3 separate regions of the Mus musculus genome follow, and regions 1 and 3 are each linked to region 2. A link is a contact called in public Hi-C data. All regions are on one chromosome and are shown on one strand. The core of a region is the stretch at or near the end of the contact, and the rest is flanking DNA. Distances in the headings are between cores, read along the strand shown. Region 1 has its middle 2.8 kb from the start of Gm41416. Region 2 has its middle 330 kb from the start of Gm36824. Region 3 has its middle 140 kb from the start of Gm52234.

The links. Hi-C and Micro-C count contacts between places; a contact is called where the count stands out from the background.
Region 1: a contact with region 2 is called in a Hi-C map of cortical neurons. The contact joins two enhancer-like sites. A contact is called at or near these places in 9 of 484 Hi-C or Micro-C datasets (the N1E-115 cell line, cardiomyocytes, cerebellar granule neurons and 4 more) and 7 of 115 datasets of contacts at active chromatin or transcription factors (astrocytes, embryonic basal ganglia, embryonic brain and 4 more).
Region 3: a Hi-C map of cerebellum shows a contact between it and region 2, with 1.8 times the contacts expected there. The contact joins two enhancer-like sites. A contact is called at or near these places in 1 of 484 Hi-C or Micro-C datasets (cerebellum) and 1 of 9 other capture datasets (embryonic stem cells).

Annotation. Positions count from the first base shown.
Region 1 is chr16:5,479,131-5,482,959 of GRCm38.p6, forward strand. No RefSeq gene overlaps it. Among named protein-coding and RNA genes, the nearest start is that of Gm41416, 2.8 kb to the right of the region's middle. Within about 2 kb of position 1,316, at least 15 of the 459 cell types and tissues checked have an H3K27ac peak or open chromatin away from gene starts, as enhancers often do. A contact at or near this core is called in cortical neurons, where this site is marked.
Region 2 is chr16:6,429,785-6,434,157 of GRCm38.p6, forward strand. It overlaps a transcript of Rbfox1 not described here. Among named protein-coding and RNA genes, the nearest start is that of Gm36824, 330 kb to the left of the region's middle. Within about 2 kb of position 1,442, at least 7 of the 459 cell types and tissues checked have an H3K27ac peak or open chromatin away from gene starts, as enhancers often do. A contact at or near this core is called in cerebellum and cortical neurons, where this site is marked.
Region 3 is chr16:5,809,026-5,813,031 of GRCm38.p6, forward strand. No RefSeq gene overlaps it. Among named protein-coding and RNA genes, the nearest start is that of Gm52234, 140 kb to the right of the region's middle. Within about 2 kb of position 2,461, at least 17 of the 459 cell types and tissues checked have an H3K27ac peak or open chromatin away from gene starts, as enhancers often do. A contact at or near this core is called in cerebellum, where this site is marked.

The DNA.
Region 1 (3,829 bases), core at 66-2,565, 950 kb before region 2:
CTTAGTGCACAATGAATATAAACAAGCAGGGAGAGACCTCTGCTCCTCCACCAATTGTTCACACATTAACTCTTAGGACACCTCAGTCCAGCTCAGATCCATAGAAGTTAATGATAAATTAAACCCATTAATCACCCCAGATGGGGCTTCAAGGGGAGGGTAGGCTGTAAGGATGGAAACCAGTCAGCCAGAGGGGACACAACACACTGCCCCAGTCTTTGGATCCCAAGAACATTGTCAACGTGTTGAGGGTTCTACCCCATCTCCTCTGATTTCTGGAGCCCCGGGGTATTTCAGAAGCCTTGATCCTTGGGAAGAAACTAAAACTCTCCCATGAGTTCTGTTTTCATGCCTTCTGTGAATACTTTCTTCCCACCTGCCAAAATTTGGTGTCTGTCTCAAATATTCCATGGACTTCTGCCCTCAGAACTCCTTTGTGTTCCTGCTGGATCTCAGATCCTGTTTCATCCCACATCTGTTATCTTACTGGTCACCTTGCCCTGGGAGTTTGGCTGCCCATGTTTAAACTCCACTCTTTCCTTGGCTATGAACAACCTCATGTGTTTCCTGCCATGATTTGAATGTGAAATGTCCTTCATAGGTTCCACTTGGTCAGACAAGCCTCCCCAACAGGTGTGCCTTCTAGACAATTCCAAATCTAGTTTAGTTGAAGTAAGCATGACCCATATCATCTTCCTAGAGGCCTCGCTGGAAAGGTTTGCCTTGTGACTAATAGATCAGAAGTCTAGGTTCTGAGCTGAGTGCTCTTCACGCGTTATCTATGATTCTTGCCTCTTCTTGGTACGATGTTTACCTCATCAAGACTAAGAAGAATGAGAACCTCAGAGGCTCCTGCCAAATGACACTACCATCTTCATATACTGCAATGTTAGCCACATTGTGTTGACCAAGAGCAAAGTTCAGGTCCTGGCCATTCTGAAGGGAAAGGACTGATCACATAGTGTGATCACATGATGAGCCGATCTCAGACCACCTTAGAATGTGTCATCTGTAATCAGGATATAGTCCAGGGTTGGCTATCCATCTCATATCTGGTAAGATTATGCTCCTTGCAGACAAGTAGACCTGAAAGCAGTTCCTATGGCAACCAGCAGCCTGGGTTTTACAACATCTCTGGCTGCAGAAACTCAGCATCTTGCCTACTAATCTCTAGCCCTTGATGCACTTGACTTGAGGACCTTGTTTGAGTGGGCCTGCTTTCTCTCTGATCACATTTTTGCTCAGCCCCATTGTGCACAAGCTGTTTCCAAGGCTCTGGAAACATGGTGTGAAGCAGGATGAGTCACCTTCCTCTCTCGCAGGCCTTCCAGGCTCAGACTGATTGAAGTTTTGGATGGTGATTGGTGATCAGTCTTTAGTCTGCTAAAGGGCAGATGAAGACACATACACAAAGAGGAGTGGCAGACCTAACAGGCACCTTAGGCGACAAAGTATCCAGTGCCTAGGAATGGATATGGAGGCCAGGGCAAGAGGCTTCTGGTGATGCTCACAGCTTCTGGAGCAAAACTTGAAGCAGAATCTAAATCAAAAGTGGAATCTTTGGTCTGAACACATGGTATCAGAGCACAGTGCTGAAATGAGGTCAAAATGTTGATGTTCAAAAGCCTTTGGATGTCATGTTGTTTCCTCAGAAGAATGGGTCTAAGGTACCTGTGTGTTAAAATTGTCCATGGCAGACGAACAAATACACGCAGCACAGACCTGGCCCTGGACAGGTGCAGCTGAACCTGCTTAACTGTGTGATGAGGACTGGCTACCTAACTTAACTGTGTGATGAGGACTGGCTACCTGACTTAACTGTGTGATGAGGACTGGTTACCTGACTTAACTGTGTGATGAGGACTGGTTACCTGACTTAACTGTGTGATGAGGACTGGCTACCTGACTTAACTGTGTGATGAGGACTGGTTACTTGACTTAACTGTGTGATGAGGACTGGTTACCTGACTTAACTGTGTGATGAGGACTGGTTACCTGACTTAACTGTGTGATGAGGACTGGCTACCTGACTTAACTGTGTGATGAGGACTGGTTACCTGACTTAACTGTGTGATGAGGACTGGTTACCTGACTTAACTGTGTGATGAGGACTGGTTACCTGACTTAACTGTGTGATGAGGACTGGCTACCTGACTTCCCTGTGTCTCAGAGGTGGGGATCTCATTCTTAAAGCCTCAGCAGGGTGGTAGGAGGCAATACAGAAGCTAGTTAAGGCCCAATTTATAGTTAGCATGCAGTTGGTGCCACCACTAGACCTCTGGTCTGTCCCCTGTCACTCTCACCTTGTGCCATTGGCCAAAATGGGCTGCATAGATGAGTCCAGAGGCTAGGGTGAGGATGGGGGCACATTGGAAGAGGCAGAGGATGGGGCTGGCAATCTGACCTTCAGGTAGGTAGCCATGTCATTCTTTTTTTTTTTTTTTTTTTAAAGACTTATTTATTTATTATATGTAAGTACACTGTTGCTGTCTTCAGGCACTCCAGAAGAGGGCACCAGATCTCATTACAGATGGTTGTGAACCACCATGTGGTTGCTGGGATTTGAACTCAGGACCTTTGGAAGAGCAGTCAGTGCTCTTACCCGCTGAGCCATCTTGCCAGCCCAGCCATATCATTCTTATAGGTGGCCAATGAGACACTGGGGTTTGCATGTGGCAGGTGCTCCATTGAATCTCAGCACTGTAGACCCTGGGCCAGGAGGTTTTTGTGATCAGAGATGTCACACAGCATCCTGAGCCACTATATGTTAGAGATTATAGCATCCCTCAGCCATGGCAACCGTGATGCCTTTAGATCCCACTTCAGACTCCCTAGTTAAGAACTATTGATGTGGACACTAGTTACTCTTCTCTGGATCTGAGTCGCCATGTGTCAAGTGAACTAGTCTGTGTGATTGTTAGCTTCCCTTAGCTGAGTTACTTAACTTGTTACCAGAAGAAAAACCCCTTGGGAGGGAGAACAAATTAAAGCATAGGGCATGGAGCTGTGGAGACACTGTGTGCCTGGCTGGCTCTCATGTCCTTCCAAGGAACTAGCGAGTTCCAAAGGACTCAGCCTGAGCCTTTGCCTCCCCAGGACTCTTGGGAAGAATTCATAGTGTTTACCACAGGGAGCAGCAATGGCTACATTTTATATAACGGCCTGTGTAGAACAACAGTGGGTGTCTAAGCATTGGAAACGTGGGTTGGAGCTGCATAGAAGGCTGAGAGGAACCAAGGCCTCCCTGACTCTTGACTGTGTGTACTCCAGAGGAGATTCTGGGGGACTGATCCCTTCTTCCACGGAAACGGCTTCTCTTTGAGTTTTATGTTTTGTTAATCTTTCCTCATTGGATCAAGGGAGGCCATGACAATATATATTGCTTATTCAGCACCAGGCATCATCAGGAACAAGGCCAAACACTATAAGCAGCATCAATTATCTCTTTCCTTCCTTTCTTCCTGCCCCCATCCTGTCTTACACACACACACACACACACACACACACACACACACACACACACACACTGGCTTTGCTAACAAAGTTCCAATTTTACTCCCATTGACTTTATTTTTTCCGTTTGTGTGTGTTGTGCATTGATGTGTATGTGTGTTAGCATGTATGTGGTTTTGAGTGCATGGGTGGCCTGAGGTTAATTTTGGGGATCATCCGCAACCTCTCTTTCTACTTTGTTCACTGGAGCAGGTTCTAGCCAGATGTGGCTAGTCTCTCTGGCCAGCTTGCTTTGCGGATCTCCTCTCTCTGCATTCTGAAGCTAGAATTAGAGTCAGTGCTAACATGGACTTACATGGGTTCTCTATAAGCTACA
Region 2 (4,373 bases), core at 192-2,691:
GTGATAGTGGCCCATGCCTGTGACTGCAGCCCCTTCAGTGTCTGAAGCAGGAGGACAGCAGTTGAAGGCCTAGCCTGAGCTACAGATTAAGTTCAAGGCCAGTCTAGGCAACTCAGTTCTTGCTTAAAAAATAAAAAAAGAGTACAGAAGATATTACTTGTGTGTATGTGTATGTTTGCATGTGTGTATGAGGACTGTATAATTTGCATAGAAATGTACTTTGTATATATGTGGTGTTTAGATTATTTTTGTGTATAAAATGGGTATGTATCATGTATGTGAATACTTGCTTACTTTCATGATGCATTAATTAATCTGCTTCCAGCACTGTAGGAGACACTGAAAAAGCCAGTAGAGCTCTACCAGTCATCCAAGATCTAATTATGAATTTTACACCTCTTCTTTAATGGGTATGTGCTATTTTTAAAATGGCAGTGGTTGGAAGTTTTCTTTTCTTTACTTTGCCTATTTTTCAAAAGTGAGCCTACAAAAAGAAAAGAATGCATTTTGCTGTGGCATCTTCACACACACAAAGTGGCTTTTGGTGTTCCATGAGATCAAACCTGCACACATGACTACAAACTGAAACCTAGCTTCCCTAAGCTTGTCTGTGGTCATTCATGGCATCCCACTTTAGCCTCTGTGGATGTTCATTCAGTCTGATTTATGCCTTTTGTATTCTCTGACCTTCTTCTGCACTGTAAATAATTTCCATGGGTGACCTTGAACTCCAATCTAATGGCAGAATAGGCAAGCCCTATAATCATGCCTGACAGACGGGCAAGCATTTTAGGTGTCTGGTTAAGCCCCTTTGCCCAGAGCTCAGACCTTGAAGATCTCCCTAGCCAATGCTATGCCCATACCCCTTTTGGTCCCTTAGAGAACTTCTACCCATGGTTCCCCCCTCTACCCCAGCAATTCTCCAAACTCTGGAGAGTCCTGCGACCTCAGATGTCTTCCATCACCTATCTGTGCATGGAACTGGGAGAATTTACTCCCTACTTTGGGAGAGTGGGAGCCAGGGAGGGCTCTCTTCTGTATCCAAGCATGTCTTTTTGTCAATTTTGAGGAGTTCCTTTAAGGATATTCTGCTACCCTGGCTTGTCTTCTACTCATTGTGGTCACTGGGAAAAGCATTGGCATTTCTCTCAGTCACCAATAGTCCAGATCCCTGCCATTCCTCTACCTCTGATCCATCTCAGCTTTCTAGAGACACACTGCTGAGGGGGATGTCTGAGAGAACATCTCTGTCATCTGATCTTTGAGACACCAGGATGAGAAGTCTTAGAAAGGGTCACTTGGTGCAGAAGACTTCAGGTTTAGGGCTCTGTGCTGAGCAAGTAGGGTGTCTGAGGCAGCGCAGCCTGCTGCAGGTGCCCTCAGAGCTCTGTGAGGAGGCAGTGACACCCACTGGCATCTCAGAGACACACCAGCAACCATCTTTTCTTCTTGCCTTTTTTTTTTTTTGGCATGGATGTAATGGGTGCATTTGGGGACACTGTAGCATATACTTCCTTCTTCATCTGGCGAATGCACCAGATTGCTCTGCTAGGCTTAGTTCTAAAAGACACCTTCCTTGTCTGTTAACAGCATGATTTTTTTGACTCTGCAACACTTCTCTCCTTGAGAAAATTCTGCTTCTTTGGCAGGTATACTCAAGCTGGTGGACACTTGGGCTATAGCCTAGAATAGATGTGACCTTCTATTTCCCATGGCTTCCTGGTTCATGTTATCTGTAGGATCATAGGCATGTCTCTTATCCAAGCCTCTGTTTCCCCATCTGTGTAGTGCAGCTTCCATTAGTCCTTGCAGAAGGCTGAGACTCCACTTCTCGTGATCATGCCCAGGGCTCATGCCAGCTGTTACCATCGCCCCAGAGCTTGCTCATCTGATGTGCTCTTACACTGCTGTCTTACCTTGAGATTCAGTACTAGAAGTGTGGGTGACGTGAGGTGTTATGCAGGTGTCCATCTGCTGGACAGGATGGGTTGCAGTGGTTGGTTAAAGTGATATTTTTCTGTCAGAATCTTCTTTGAAGAGCTGACACCCAGGAATGCCAGCATATGGACACTTTGATACTTAGAGTGGGAAGGCTGTGTTTCTTCCTAAGGTGATAGGCCAGGTCTCAACATAGTGTTTAAGATCAACTTTTGAGAAAGGCACAGCCTAAGTTTCTGTCTGTGAGTCACTTTCTACATGTCATATCATAGCTTTGATAAACATAATTACAACTGGGTGTCTACAAGCAATTACGTGCTTCATTCATGAAGCATGTGTGTGGTCTTTGGCATGCAGTATTTCTGTTTTCTTTAGATTCAAATGTTCTTTCAGTAGTACATTCCCATAGGGTCTTAGACACTTGAGGGTGTTGGAATGAGGTAGTTCTTGATGCTGTGTTATGGATAATCTAGAATATTATTTTTAATGATATTTATGCATGAACATATGTATGTTTACATGGATACGTGTGTGAACATTTATGTGCCATTAGACGTATGTGGAGGCCAGAGGACAACTTATAGAAGCCAGCTCTTTCCTTCCACCATGTAGTGGGGATTGAAGTCAGCTTACCATGCTTAGAGACCTCTCTGCATTCTATTAGGATGGAACCCAGGAGGAAATAACAACTGGTGGGGGGTTTATTCTACTTTTTGTGGAAAGAGGCAATAGCTGAATTCCACTCATAGAAGAGAGTACTTTATCAGTGCAAAAGAGACAAATTTAAAAAGAACTTTCCAGATGTTGGCGGGAGGCAATATTAAAAAGAATTATCTCACATAAGTTGGGAAGGTTTGTGTGTGTGTGTGTGTGTGTGTGTGTGTGTGTGTGTGTGTGTGTGTGTGTGTGTGTGTGTTTGTGTGTGTGTGTGGGGGTGTGCTTACACCAAGTTTTCTTGGAAAGAACAAAGACACATTACTGTCTCTGCCTTCATATTGTTTTATCCCATGCTCATAAGGCATGGGAAAGAAATTAGGGGACAATGGAACTATGGGTATTTTCTATGACCAGTACTCTGGTTCTATGCAGGATAGGTAAGCCCCAATACCTCCATTGCATTCCTAAAATCATGACCAGTATCCTAGCCTTGGCCAATACTGAGGCAAAATACTTACTCTGTTTTTTCCCCACAAACATATGTACTTATTTTAATTGTGTGTTCATATCTCAGTGCAAACGCATGTATGTGTATGTATGTATATGAGTGTATGCCATAGGTGTGCAGGTACTTTAAGAATCTAGAGAGGGTGTGAATTGTTGGAGCTGAACTTACTAATGGTGTACCCACTCAGTGTGGGTGTTGAAAACCAAATTTCAGTTATTATTATTATTATTATTATTATTATTATTATTATTATTATTCATAGTAGTAGTACTTTTTATTCACAGGATGAATATTAATATTTTGTAATTATCACTGGCCACAGGTGCCTTAAATTATAGTAAGTGAGGTATAGTTGAGGGAGGACCATGATAATATAAAGAAGTGGGGTAGGCCATGGAGATAAGTCATCTGGCCAAGGGGACACAGCAAGGGCAAGGCTGTGTTCCTCAGAAGCATGTGCCCCCAGATGGGATTACTCTGTTCAGAGCTCTCTATTGGAATTCTCCCTATGTAACAAAGCCTGGCACTGTTAGTTATTATCAAAATCTTTAGAAATAGCTCTGGAAATAGACAAAACAAGAAGTTGCCATATTTTTAACTTACAGTAGACATCAGATGGCATGGTTAGCATGCTTGTGTGTGTGTGTGTGTGTGTGTGTGTGTGTGTGTGTGTGTGTGTGTGTGTGCATGTGCACGTTTGAGAGAGGGGGAGAAAGGGAGGAAGAGATAGAATGAGGAAAAGAGAAAAGAGAAGAGAGGAAAAGCAGAAAAAAGGAGAAGAGAAACAGGGATGGAGGGAAATGGGAGAGAAAGTAAGAAAAAAAGGAAAAGCAAAGAAAGAGAGGAGGAGAGAAACAACAAAGTAGGAAGAGAGAAGTCAGGCTGTGGACTTGGTTGTGAGAATCTGCCTGTGTAAGGAAAGAGGTCAGAGGTTTACCTTAATGCCTTGCTTGCTCCATCTCCAACTTATTTTGTTGAGACATGATATTTCAGTGAACCTGGATCTGCCTGTTTAGGCCAGACTAGCTAAACAGCAAGCCCCAAGAATTGGCCTTTTTCTGCCTTTTCAATGCTGGGGTGTTGGGGCATACCCCCATTTCCAGCTTTTATGTGGGTACTGGGACACAAACTCAGGTCCACATGCAGTGCATTTGGGGCTGTACCCATGCAACTATGTCCCTGATCCTCTGTGAAGGCTCAGTGAACATTCACACAGGGTGACATATGCCCACATTTTAAGCAACCATGCTCTTTGAAATTTTCCATCACT
Region 3 (4,006 bases), core at 1,211-3,710, 620 kb before region 2:
CTATGGGACAAAGGTTTTGTGGGAAGTAAGGAAATGGAATATGAGGAAGTCCTACATAGTGTTTTCTGTACACTAGGCATACACACAGGAGTCTTGTCCCCTGGGAGTCAGGAATTGGTGCGAGTCCAGTCTGGTCCATGTCAACAGCATCTTCTGGGTGAACACAGCCTCTCCAGGGCCTCCTCCTTTGGTCCCTCACATGTATTTTCTAACTTATTCTCATCCTACAGCAAGATGCCCTTATCAAGTGCAGACTGGATTGGGGTTGTTCCTTCCCTAGTGTCACCCAGATCTCTAGTTCTCCCATCTCCTCCTGTCCCTCCTTTCCTCTCCCTTCTCCTTTTCTCATCCAGCCACTGCCTTCCCTTCAGTTTCCAGGTGGAGTCATCTTTCTCTCCCTGGACTCCTAAAACAGTCTGCTCCATCCTCGACACACTCTTCCTACTCTGAGACTATTCTCCTTAGCTTTTCATCAGATTTTGAGTTCAGGCATCTTTTAGGGATGCCTGCCTGGATCTTGTCACCAAGTCTCTGTTTTAAAGTGTGCAGTTCAGTGCCAGAAACCTTTCTACATAACTCATTATCACCAGTGCCTGGGAGAGAAGAAGAGGCAGTTAGTCAAAATGGGTCAAATTAATGGATCAGCCCACCAGGATTAATTTATTCATGCATTGAAATCTTCCAGAGATATGCAAAGTTAGAACCTCAAAACCCAGTCACAGTCCTCTGAGCTCTTCATTGATCATGGTCAAGGGTGGTGGGTCTGTATCAGTTACCTTTGTGTATCTGTGACCATAGTACCTGGAAGAGAGGACTCAGAGATGAAGGTTAGTTTGCCTTAGTGTTGTAGAAGGTTCCCTGCAAGCTATGGTGGATCAGCTCAGCCAGTTGTAGAGGGAGGATCTGGTAGAGGCACAGTGTGGTCATCAGGCAGGAAGCATAAACCAAACAGGAACCAGTGTCTTATAGCCTCCAGCAAAGCCCTACCTTCAAAAGGTTCCATGGCCTCTCCAAACAAAGGATCCCAGCACAACACCACACAGTCACAACATGAGCCTGAATTATTAGTATTAGTATTATTCGTATTAGTTTTAAACCATAGCTGGTCCTACATTCAGTGACTCGAGGCCCAGGCATCCTTCAAGCATCTCAGAAAAGGGGTGTTGTGGCTGCAGTTCCTGGGAAGAGACTTTTCCTGTGCTGAAAGAAGGAGAGCCATCGAAGCAGGATACACAGTCATCAGAAGAGCCACAGGAACCTGGGTCAGAGGCCACTGTGTGCCACCGTGTGAGGCCTCCAGGCACAGGCTACCCTATTCTTCAAAGTCTCAGCATGAAGGTGATTTTGAGCAGTACCTGGTGTCACATGGGTGCCTAAGGGAGGCCAAAGCATTTCTTTTCTATTCTAGATGGTTGGCATTTTACTGAAGGCTGGGCTAACCCCACACCTCTGTAACATTCCTCTCACTTAATTAGAGAAACCATGCTATGGTTTCCCAGGTTGAGCAATAAATTGCATAGGCAAAAAGTTATATGGGGATTTCATCAATAGCTAAAGGTGAAGACAATAGCCTTTTTGTTGTTGTTAATTGAAGAGAAATTCAAAATGATATGAAATTCACCATTTAAGTAGTCATTTAACTAAATAATTGATTTACTTACGGTCTCCTATATCCAAGGCTGACCTTGAACTCATGTCTTGATAAAAATGACCTTTAACTCTGTCTCCTTCTGCCTCTACCTCCTAGGTCCTGGAATTTTGGACATGCTTCCATATGCTGTGTTTATGCTGTGTGGGCAATGGAACTCAGGGCTTTGTGCGTACTAGGCAAGGACAGTAGAGCTAAAGCCCCCACCCCAACTCACAGTTTTAAAGTATGTGATTCCGTGTTATGTAGGGCAATCTCAGCGTGCAACTGTCGCTTTGATTCAGTTTTGAAATATTTTTACAGCCCCCTGAAAGCACCATTCTCATTAGTGATCCTTCTCTCGTTCCCTTGCTCTACAGTCTCTGGATCTGCCTCTCAGCTTCCGCTCTCTTGATGGACACAGGGCTCAGGAGAGAGGTCCCTACGGTGTGGAACTTCCAGACCATTCTGGCAGAAATCTATTGCTGGCTTAGGGCATTGCATTGAGAAACCCCACCCAACCCCTCCACCCTTCAGTGTTTGTTTATCTAGACAGGCTCCTCACCAGATGTCCATAAACTCCTCCAACCCCATCGTGTATTCAGATGGAAATAAATGGGTTTAATTACTTAAAGTAGATTTGGAATTCAGGGACGAATGGTTTGCCTTTCTCTAGTCTACATGAACGCCCGGTCACAGGAGGAATTGTAAAATGCTCAAGTCTGTGAAAGATTGTAACTGCTGGCCTTGGCAGACAACAGCATTTGGACCGGAGGCTGGCTCTTTCCACCTCTTCAGTTCTGGCAGCCTAAGCAGGGACAGGGACAGCTCAGCCAGTGCCTCAGTCCCTTCCACCTCTATTCAAAGGACTCCCTGCCAGCTCCCACATGGCCCTCTAGGATCACCCACTGGAGCAGCCTGTATTTTCACTAACCACCAAGTGATAGCTTGGATACCAGGAAATCTGTAACGAGAGGGGAGGGCGGCTGCTAATAGAGCAGTAATGGGGAAGTTTAGGCAAGCCTTCCAAGGGAGGGAAATTTACAATTTAAATAAGAAATTTAATCAATTCTAAATGGACTTAAAGAGGAGGCGGAGGGTGGCTTTGTGTGGCTAAGACTGTGGTGTGAGGACTTGGCCAGGTCCTCAGTGGGTGGGGAGGAAGCCTAGGACTGGTGAGTAAGAAGAGCCAGTCTCAGCACAAGCAGGGGTGTGGTATTCAGGGGTCAGAGCATCTCAGCAAGGGCACGCCCAGGGCAGGTGACAGATGGAGATGTCAAGCCATGCTTAGCTACCATGTCTTCTGCTGTCTCTCTTAAATGATGCCTGGAGACCTTTCCAGCCATCCCAGGAACCACTCGGATCCTGTAATTCTGTTTTTATCTTTCTTTATGCCCATCTTTATCACAGAGGTAACATCCCTGGAGCTACTCTGATGCTGTGAACTGCAGGAATGCCAGAGTAGCTGTCTGCTCAGCCGAACAGATCTTCGCAGAGAGGAACCCCTTCTAAGCAGAAACCTGATGGAACCCCCTAAGCCAGTGTAAGGGGCCTGCTTTTCTCCTCCACTGACTGGATTGCTCAGTTACAGTGCAGGGCCATCTTAATTTCTGATCTTCATCAGCTGGTTCCACTAAAGCTAAGTCACCTCTCATGGTCATGGTCCTCAGGCCCCTGTGCCATTGAGCTGAGATCCACCCCCCTGCACCCCCCCATGCTTCCCACTACTCCAATACAAAGGTCTATTGCAGTGCCATTCACAAACACCAACATGTGGAAGCAGCCTAAATGCCCATCAGTGTGTGAATGGCTAAACAAAAACAGGCTCTGTCCTACAGCTAGGCTTTATTCCACCTTACAAAGGAAAGGAGTTTCGTTCCAGGAGCAATAATGGGGATGAACCTTGAAAACAGGTTGCCAGTAGAAAAGCCAGATCCGAAGGTCACATACTGTAGGATTCCATTTGTATAAAATGTCTAGAACAGAAAAGGGCAAAGGCAGAAAGCAGACAAGTGGTTGGCAGGAGCTAGAGGAAGTGTGGGTGGAGCCACTGTTAATGGGTGTGGGTTTCCTTTGAGGTGAGGTGCCTACTTGGCAAGCACACAGAAGTGGTAGCTGGGCAACCTTGTGAATGCACTGGGGGCCCTGGGGCTTCACAGTTGAAAATTCTGAATTTTATGTTATGCAAACATTACTACCAAACTATGCTTTTAACGTTGTCCTAAGGGCTAGAGGGATGGCTTCACAGTGAGGAGCATACACGGCTCTTGCATAGGACCTGAACTCAGCTCCTAGCACCACCCTGGGTAGCTCACAAACACCTGTAACCGAAATTACAGGGGATCTGACAACCTCTTCTGGCTTTAGAGGGCACTTGCC